2 separate regions of the Mus musculus genome follow, and region 2 is linked to region 1. Evidence: chromatin contacts called from public promoter capture Hi-C data. All regions are on one chromosome and are shown on one strand. The core of a region is the stretch at or near the end of the contact, and the rest is flanking DNA. Distances in the headings are between cores, read along the strand shown.

What was found. Capture Hi-C pulls out chosen DNA fragments and counts their contacts.
Region 2: a contact with region 1 is called in a promoter capture Hi-C map of liver. The contact joins two enhancer-like sites. A contact is called at or near these places in 1 of 484 Hi-C or Micro-C datasets (group 2 innate lymphoid cells) and 3 of 9 other capture datasets (adipose tissue, liver and pancreatic islet).

Annotation. Positions count from the first base shown.
Region 1 is chr11:76,926,155-76,930,725 of GRCm38.p6, reverse strand. No RefSeq gene overlaps it. Among named protein-coding and RNA genes, the nearest start is that of Blmh, 17 kb to the left of the region's middle. Within about 2 kb of position 1,850, at least 6 of the 459 cell types and tissues checked have an H3K27ac peak or open chromatin away from gene starts, as enhancers often do. A contact at or near this core is called in liver, where this site is marked.
Region 2 is chr11:77,020,648-77,025,289 of GRCm38.p6, reverse strand. It overlaps Slc6a4 (solute carrier family 6 (neurotransmitter transporter, serotonin), member 4), which reads right to left. Exons shown (of 14, transcript NM_010484.2): 11 at 3,800-3,899; 12 at 2,015-2,115. Among named protein-coding and RNA genes, the nearest start is that of Gm12343, 13 kb to the right of the region's middle. Within about 2 kb of position 2,804, at least 14 of the 459 cell types and tissues checked have an H3K27ac peak or open chromatin away from gene starts, as enhancers often do. A contact at or near this core is called in liver, where this site is marked.

The sequences.
Region 1 (4,571 bases), core at 601-3,100:
AGAGAAGGTGTATTATGAGAGAAGAGAGAGGGGAGAGAGAGAGAGAGAGAGAGAGAGAGAGAGAGAGAGAGAGAGAGAGAGAGAGAGAGAGAGAGAGGTGAGAGGCAGAAGAAAGAGAAGACAAGAGGGATCATAGACAAGAGAGAAATTTGACTAGAATCTTGGCCGCAGTGATAGGAGAGGAAGAAAAAGACAAGATCTAGACAGGAAATCTGGGCAACAGAAGACAGAGCCTCAGCTAAAAAGGCTCAGCTGTGTCAGATTGAAGTTACTTATTTGAGATACATCCTTCAAGGTGGGAAACAGTGGCTAAAGAAAACCAGAAAAAAGATTGTAACTCAGATCCCCACCCCAACTACACCAAGGCTAGTAAGAAAATTCTTGGGTACCGCTGGTTTCTGCAGGCTTTGGATACCTGGGTTGGTGACTTTAGCTGCCCGTTGTACCCCCTAACCAAGGAAGGGGAAGTGTTTGTGTGGACCCCAGATCACCAGAAAGCCTTTAAAGAAATGAAAAAGGCCCTACTGATTGCCAGCCTTTGCCTGACCTAACCAAGCCTTTCACTCTTTATGTGAAAGAGAATCAGGGGTTGCCAGAAGAGTCCTTACTCAGACTTTGGGACTTTAAAAAAGGCCAATGGCTTATCTATCCAAGAAGTTAGACCCTGTTGCCAGGAGGTGTTTTTCTTGCCTGAAAGCTATTGCTGCCATAGCTCTGCATGTCAAGGATGCTGATAAGCTCAGTCTGGGACAGCAAATAACTGTAGTGGAACCCCACACTCTTGAAAGCATTATCTGAAAGCCCCCTGACTGATGGATGACGACCAATGCTCCTGTGACACATTATCAGAGCTTTTTTTGTTGACTGAATGAGTGACCTTCGCTCCCGTTGCTGTTCTCAAGCTACCCTACTGCCTGAGACTTCACCTACTCATCACTGCGCTGACATTCTGGCAGAAGAAACTGGTACTCGAAATGATCTGAAGGAACAGATCAGCCTTGGCCTGAGAGTTTGAGCTGGTACATGGATGGCAGTAGCCTTGCAGTTGAAGGACTGAAATGGCCAATGTGATAGCCAAGAAGATCCTAGAAGAAATCTTCCCAAGGTAATGGACCTGCCTTTGTTGCCCAGGTAAATCAGTGACTGGCAAAGATACTAGAGATCGGTTAGAAGTTACATTGTGCATACAGGCTCCAAAGTTCAGGACAGGTTAAAAAAAATGAATAGAATTCTAAAAGAGACCTTGACAAAACTAACCAAAGAGACTGGTGCAGACTTGGTGCTCCTTCCCCTTGCCCTATTTAGAACTAGAAATACTCCCTCTTGATTCAGTCTTACTCTTTTTAGGATCCTCTATGGGGCTCCCATGTCCATCACTGTCTTAAATGATGTGTTTAAACCTACATGTTGTAATAATAATCTGTATGCTAAGTTAAAAGGCCTGCAGGTGGTGCAGAAAAGAAGTCTGGTCACAAATGGCTACAGCGAACGAGCCAGGTACCCCAAAAGACATCTCCCCAGTTCCAGCCAGAGATCTGATCTACGTACACCTACATCATGCCCAGACCCTCAAGCCTCACTAGAAGGGTCCCTGCCTAGTTCTGTTTACTATACCTTTTTATTCTGTTTTTGTTCTTATAAAGAGTATGATTTCTATTCTCCACATAGTGATATAGACTTCTCAAATTCAAAGATTAGAATTACTTAGTAGAAGAAGAGGGGAATGAAAGGAAATAAAACTTGAGACCTGTGATTCATGTAATTTATGTCAAATAGCCCAAAGAGTTGTTTGTGAGCTTTGAAACCTGGGGCTGAGAACATAGCAGAACAGGCCAGGACATGCCCGGGCAGGCCCTGCGCCTCCCTATCTCCCGCCCTAAGTTTAACATTTAACCTAAGTTAAATGTTAACAGTCTGCTGATGTTTAAATGGACCAATCATGTGAAACTGTGCCAATTCCTCCCCCAGCCCCACCCCTTTTCTATAAAAACCCCTAGCTTCCAAGTCTCATGGTCAAAAACACTGTCTCCTGTGTGAGATACGTTTCGACCTGGAGCTCTGCCATTAAACAGTTGAAACCACTGTCTCCTGCATGAGATATGTTTCGACCCGGAGGTCCGCCATTAAACTACCTCATGTTTTTACATCAAAAAAGAAAAAAGAAAAGAAAAAGAAAACATTGATACAACAGTCAAAGAAAATGCAAAATGCAAAAAGCTCCTAACCTAAAACATCTAGGAAATTCAGGACACAATAAGAAGACTAAATCTAAGGATAATAGGTATAGAAGAAAGTGAAGATTCCCAACTTAAAAGGCCAGTATATATCTTCAACAAAATTATAGAGGAAAACTTCCCTAACCTAAAGAAAGAGATGCCCATGAACATACAAGAAGGCTATAGAACTCCAAATAGATTGGACCAGAAAAGAAGTCCAAACATACTCATAACATCAAGTGCACTAAACAAAGAAAGAATGTTAAAAGCAGTAAGGGGAAAAGGTCAAGTAACATATAACGGCAGACCTATCAGAATGACACCAGAGACTATGAAAGCTAGAAGATCCTGGGCAGATGTTATACAAACCCTAAGAGAACACAAATGCCAGCCCAGGCTGCTACACCCAGCAAAACTCTCAATTACCATAGATGGAGAAACCAAGATATTCCATGACAAAAACCAAATTTACACAATATCTTTCCACAAATCCAGCCCTACAAAGGATAATAGATGGGAAAACGCCAACACAAGGAGGGAAACTACACCCTAGAAAAAGCAAGAAAGTAATCTTCTTTCAACAAACCCAAAAGAAGATAGCCATGCAAACATAATTCCACCTCTAACAACAAAAGTAACAGGAAGCAACAATCACTATTCCTTAATATCTCTTAACATCAATGGACTCAATTCCCCAATAAAAAGACATAGGCTAACAGACTGGATAACCCTATCAAAAAATGGGGAATAGAGCTAAACAGAGAATTCTCAACTGAGGAAATTTGAATGGATGAAAAGCACCTAAAGAAATGTTCAACATCCTTAGTCATCAGGGAAATGCAAATCAAAACAACCCTGAGATTCCACCTCACACCAGTCAGAATGGCTAAGATCAAGAACTCAGGTGACAGCAGATGCTTGAAAAAAGAGGAACACTCCTCCATTGCTGGTGGTATTGCAAGCTGGTACAACCACTCTGGAAATTAGTCTGGTAGTTCCTCAGAAAATTGAACTACCTGAGGACCCAGCTGTGCCACTCCTGCGCATATACCCAGAAGATGCTCCAACATATAACAAGGACACATGTTCCACTATGTTCATAGCAGCCATATTTATAATAGCCAGAAGTTGGAAACAACCCAGATGTCCCTCAACAGAGGAATGGATACAGAAAATGTGGTACATTTACACAATGGAGTACTACTCAGCTATTAAAAACATATGACTTCACGAAAATTTCAGGGAAATGGATAGATCTAGAAAATATCATCCTGAGGTAACTCAGTCACAGAAGAACACACTTGGTATGTACTTCCTGTAAGTGGATACAACTCATAGACCACATGAAGCTCAAGAGAAAGGAAGACCAAAGAGTGGATACTTCAGTACTACTTAGGAGGGGGAACAATATAAGCAAGGGAAGTAAAGGGTGGGGGGGACTTGGGAGGAAGGAGGAGGGGGAGGAGGACAAAGAGGGGCAGAATCCGGTATGGGAGGAGATGAAGGAGATGTACAGAGGGTCAGGAAATTGAACAGAGGTTTGTAGCAATGGGAGATGGGGAACTGGGGATAGCAACCATAAAGTCCCAGATGCCAGGAAAGCAAGAGTCGCCCAGGACCCCACAGGGATGACTAGCTGAAATACCCCACAAAGTGGAGGGAAAACTTGTTGAGACCATATCCAGAAGTTAGGCATGGCCCCTTGGTTGAGAGATGGGGCCACCCACTCATCTCCAAAATTTTAACCCAGAATTGCTCCTGTCTAAAAGAAATACAGGGACAAAGAGTGGAGCAGAGAATGAAGGAAAGGCCATTCAAAGACTGCTCCACCTGGGGATCCGTCCCACATGCAGACACCAAAACCAGACACTATTGCTGATGCCAAAAAGTGCTTGCTGATAGGAGCCTGATACAGCTGTCTCCTGAGAAGCTCTGCCAGATCCTGACCAATACAGATGCAGAGGCTCACAGGCAACCATCGGACTGAGCACAGAGCCCCCAATGGAGGAGTTAGGGGAAGGACTGAAGGAGCTGAAGAGTTTTTATCTGGCATCAATGGGAGGGGAGGCCCTTGGTCCTGTAAAGGCTTGATGCCCCAGTATAGAGGAATGCTAGGGCAGTGAAGTAGGAGTGGGTGGGTGGGGGAGCACCCTCATAGAAGCAGGAAAAGGGGGAGGAATGGGATAGGGGGTTTGCAGAAGGGAAACCAAGAAAGGGGATAATATTTAAAATGTAAACAAAATTTCCGATAAAAAAGGGGGGAGCAGCCAGCACCCTTAATAGCTGAGCTATCTCTCCAGCCCTCAGCTTTCTTCTTACACAGCCCAGGACCACCTGGTCTCCCTGGTCCACCTG
Region 2 (4,642 bases), core at 1,555-4,054, 94 kb before region 1:
GTATGATTTTTGTATTAATTTAAGTATTGCATTGAAAGAGTTTTTATGTCCCCAGTGACTGTGTCACTTGCCTCACCCCTGTCTAGGCCTGGACGCCACTTCCTTGCTGGGTGGGGACTATTTAAGCACACAAGGCATTAATCTAGCATGCCTTCTTCCTCTGGAAAACAAATGAAAGGGTTTAAGTGGATTATCAAGAAGCACAGGTATTAATACAAGTTAATAACCTATTTATGTCAGGACTTTGGCTTCTGGTCATGGTGAACTGAGAGACTCAGTCCAAACCTCTTAATGTAAAAGCAAGAGAAAATTTGCCAGGTGTATGAGCACTTGGTTTCGATCCCAGCACTCCAGAGGCAGGGGGATCGATGTGAGCTTGAGGCTAGCTCAGGTCTACATAGTGAGTTCCAGGACAGCCAGGGCTACAGAGTGAGACCCTGCATAAACAAGGGGGAAAAAAAAAACAAGAAAAGAGAAGGATTTGGATTTAAAAGAACATCCTAAAAAGGTGGCACACACCTGTGGTCCCCGCTACTTGAGAAGCTGAGAAGAGAGGGGCTCTTGGGCTAAGTTCAAGACCAACAAACCTCGTTTTTAACAAGGTTTTGATTTGGGCTAAAAGCAGTGAGCGATGAGCCGACAAATCAATATGGAACTAAAACCTAAGTTTAGTACACAAGCCAGGATCTACACAAGAGTTGCCATGTCTAGAGTTTGTGTCTGCACTAGAGTCATCGGGCCCACTAGAGTCACTGTGCTGGGATATTTGCTGCTCCGGGCAAAGGTTGATGAAAACTAAAGTAGTCTAGATCAGCCAGGAAGGGCTCCTGGTAACAGAGACAGATGTAATGTCCCAGAAGCAAAGATAAGCAATTGGGCCATCCTATAAAACAGTCCTGAGATGTGTGGAGAGCTGGGTGGGGCAGGGAAGGGAAAGTTCTGCCTCAAGGAAGTCAGAACACACAGGAGGATGGAGGGGTGTTTTGAAAGAGAAGGACCACTGTGTGCTGAGACACCTGGGATAGACACCTGAGACACCTGGGATGGCCCAGATGCCCAATTAGCTGGGAAGGATGGATGGAATGGGCTAACCTGCTTTTAAGGGGTCAAAAACTGCCCCCTGAGCAGCCCCTAGCACTTAGCTTTCTTTTCCTTTTGGGTTTTTGAGAGTGGGTTTCTCTGTGTAAACCTGGCTTCCTGGAACTCCATCTATAACCCAGGGAGATCCCCTGCCTCTGCATCCCGAGAGCGTGCTGGCATTACAGGTGTGCACCATCACTGCCTACTTGGCATGCAGCTTTCCTTGACAATAAATGAATTCTACTTTTGACTTGGACCTAAACTTGGGGACCTTTGTGTGTGGCCCCCTTCAAGGTGACTATAAAATTATTAAACATAAAATTGCTAGGACCCTTCTCAGGGCCTTCCTGAGCAATATGTTCTTCCTCCGTCTAGATTAGTTGTGTTACATGATTTTAGTGACACTAAGCCTCAATGACACTAATGCCTGTGATATCAGCATTTGAGAGGCAGGAAGATCTCAAATAGCCTGGGTTGCATAAAAAAGTTCCAGGCCAACTCAATCTACACATGAAAACTATCTTAAAACAAAAACAAAAATCCCTCCCCACCCACCACCTTGCAGAATTATCGTAAAGATTAGAAGAGCAAAGGGTGTAAGCTTGGTATAAGTCAGCTCTGGCATTTGCTGCTCCACAAATAAATGTTCATTATCATTATTAGCAGTAGGGAAAACAACACTGGTTTGATCTCTAGCATTCATAGTCAGAAACAGGTGAGCAGAGGTGGGCATAGCTGCTGGGTGGCCACTAACACAGGGGCTTCTCGGGGTACTAGCTCATTATTGTCTCTTGGCACGATTTTGTCCGCACAGCAGTGCTGGGTTTGTAGAGCTCTCTGGGATGCGCACCTCTGGACAGCGTGCTTTTTCTGTCTATGTATGATGCTTCACAGTAGCATTCATTCCTTATAAATAAATAATGTGACGACTTACCAGGAGAAACAGAGGGCTGATGGCCACCCAGCAGATCCTCCAAAACCATCCGGGGCTGAAGCCCAGCATTTCCTTCACGTCGCTGCAGAACTGAGTGATTCCTGGAATCACCCAAAGGAGAATTTGACAGGGCAGGGTCAACAGGGTCAGCCCTGGTGATGGCAGAAACGGAGTGGGGGGTTCCTTCCTGAGCCGGTGGGGTCACCTAGGCACTTCTCCACTCCAGGGGCTCAAGTGGCAGGGCATCACAAAATTTAATTTTATAGCAAGCAAAGCTCTTTCTACACAGAGCAGGAAAATTGATACATGTCTAGGGACCAAGTTCTCCATTGGTGCCCACACTTCCCTTCTAAGATCTCAGGCTGGATTTGACTATAGTCTGCTGTAGGAGGAAAGTGATCTTATTTAGGAATGGTGAGCATGCCTGGCAGAAACCAATTGGGACTATCCATCCGATGGCAGTTTTCAAAGGAGTTGTTGTTTGTTTGTTTGTTTGTTTGTTTGATTGATTTAAGATGTATTTTATGTTTGAGTGCTTTGCCTACAGAAGGAGGTGTTGGGTCCCCTGGAACTGGAATTACAACCATTTGTTACCTACCACGTGGGGGTGCTGGGAATCAAACCCAGGCCCTCTGGGATAGCAGATAGGGCTCTTAACCACTGAGCCATCTTTCCCAGCCCTTCAGGGGAAATTTTTAATCATGGTATTGCTCATCTGTGTACCAGGCCAACATCCAGCTTCTTCTATAAAAGGTTCCTGGCACCAACACGAGGACGCCTGCTGACAGGTGAGTCCCGAAAACTGAAAGTGTTCTCAGCTGCTTCCTCAGAACTCTGTGGTTCCTAGTGCAGGTCTACAGTGACTTTGAACTCTGTACTCTGAATTGCTGGGGAAGCAAAGATAATGTCTTTTTTTTTTTCTTTTTTTAAATTGGCTTCTGAATTCAGTTCCCAGAACCCACAAGAGGCGACTCACCATCTCCTATCTGTCCAGCTTCAGGGAATCCAGTACTCTGCTCTGACCTCTGCAGGTGGCCAAACTCTCACACACATATAGTTAAAATCTTTATCTCATGTACTCTGCCCTCTTCCTTCACAGTGTACATAATGGTTGCCATGGCAAAGCAATTGATCATAGAAATTGGAAAGCAAATGCGTTCCCAAATGAGATGCTTGCTTCTTGATCCTACAGACGCATCTCTGAACCTGTGTTCCTCGTGTCAGTGGCCCGCCTGTGCCCTCCCCTCTGCTGCCCCTTTTCAGGGTCCATAGACGCCCTGCCAAGAGCTCTCAGCTCGCTTCCTGCACCTCCTCTCACCCTTGTCAAAGTCCATCCCAGGACAAGAGGGAGGGGCATGCGGATTCACCAATGCAGAGACTCTAAGAACAGTCTTGCCTCATAGAAGAGAGGGGCCTACGCTCTAACTTGGTGGTTCTGGAAAGGGGTCTCTGTTGAGAAACTTAAATCTGGGGTGCTCTCACACTAATGTCTTAGGCCACCACTGTGGGTGAACTGGCTGACTACAGCCTATCTCTTCTGGGGAAATATTACAAACATTAAAAAAAAAATCAGGATAGAAATGATGTTCTTCTTGCAGGGCGTGGCATGTGTGATACAGTGCAGAGGAAACGGTGGTATATGGCTACCAAAGGCCCTCAGCTGAGATTATCTTACAGACCGGTCAGGAGATTCCGCTTGGTCAACTGCCCCTTCCTGTCCTCTGATGACGATAGTGCCCGTCTCCGTGTGGGCAGAGGGTAAGGCAGAAGGAAGGGACTTCTTACCATAGAACCAAGACACGACGACGGCCTCGATGAGAGCCACGGTGAGCACTGCTGGCCCCGTGGCGTACTCCTCCAGCAGGGTCACCACATACGCCCCTCCCTGGGAACAAGGTCACAGGTGTGTCAACGGTCTTCTGAGGTATGTAGCCTCATTACAGAGGCCTGCAGAAGCTTCTGACTATGGGGGCAGAGGGGTAGTCCCCACTCTGGACTCAGTCTGAGGACTCCAGCGTCTGTCTCGTGGAGTGGCCTTTGAGTGTATACCCATCCGACCACCTTACCCAGTGGAGCACATTTTCTTTTAGATGAGAATGGAACCCACAGCCTGGGGCATGCTCTTGGCCCCATCTCTTACCCTTGTTTTATCTACTGCACCGTAAAAGACAAACTCTAAGGAGCCTCTATAGCCACTGTGGGCTTAATGAAAACACCTTGTCTATTCAATCTTGGAGAATACACAACTGTAAAGACCGAAGCTGGGCATGGTGGCACGCACCTTTAATCCCAGCAGTCAGGAGGCAGCCTGATCTCTGTAAGTTTCAAGCTAGCTTAGTCTACATAGTGAGACCCTGTCTTGAAAGAAAGAAAGGAAGAAAGAAAGAAAGAAAGAAAGGAAGGAAGGAAGGAAGGAAGGAAGAAAGAAAGGAAGGAAGGAAGAAAGAGAGAGAGAGAGAAAGAGAGAAAGAGAGAGAAAGAAAGAAAGGAAGGAAGGAAGGAAGGAAGAGAAAAAGAAGAAGAAAAAGAAAAAGAAAAAAAAAAAGAAAAAGAAAAGGCGGGGCAGGATCTGAATCTGTGTGGCACCGGACACCCCAGCACTAAGTCACTGTTCTGTGCCTGCCACTC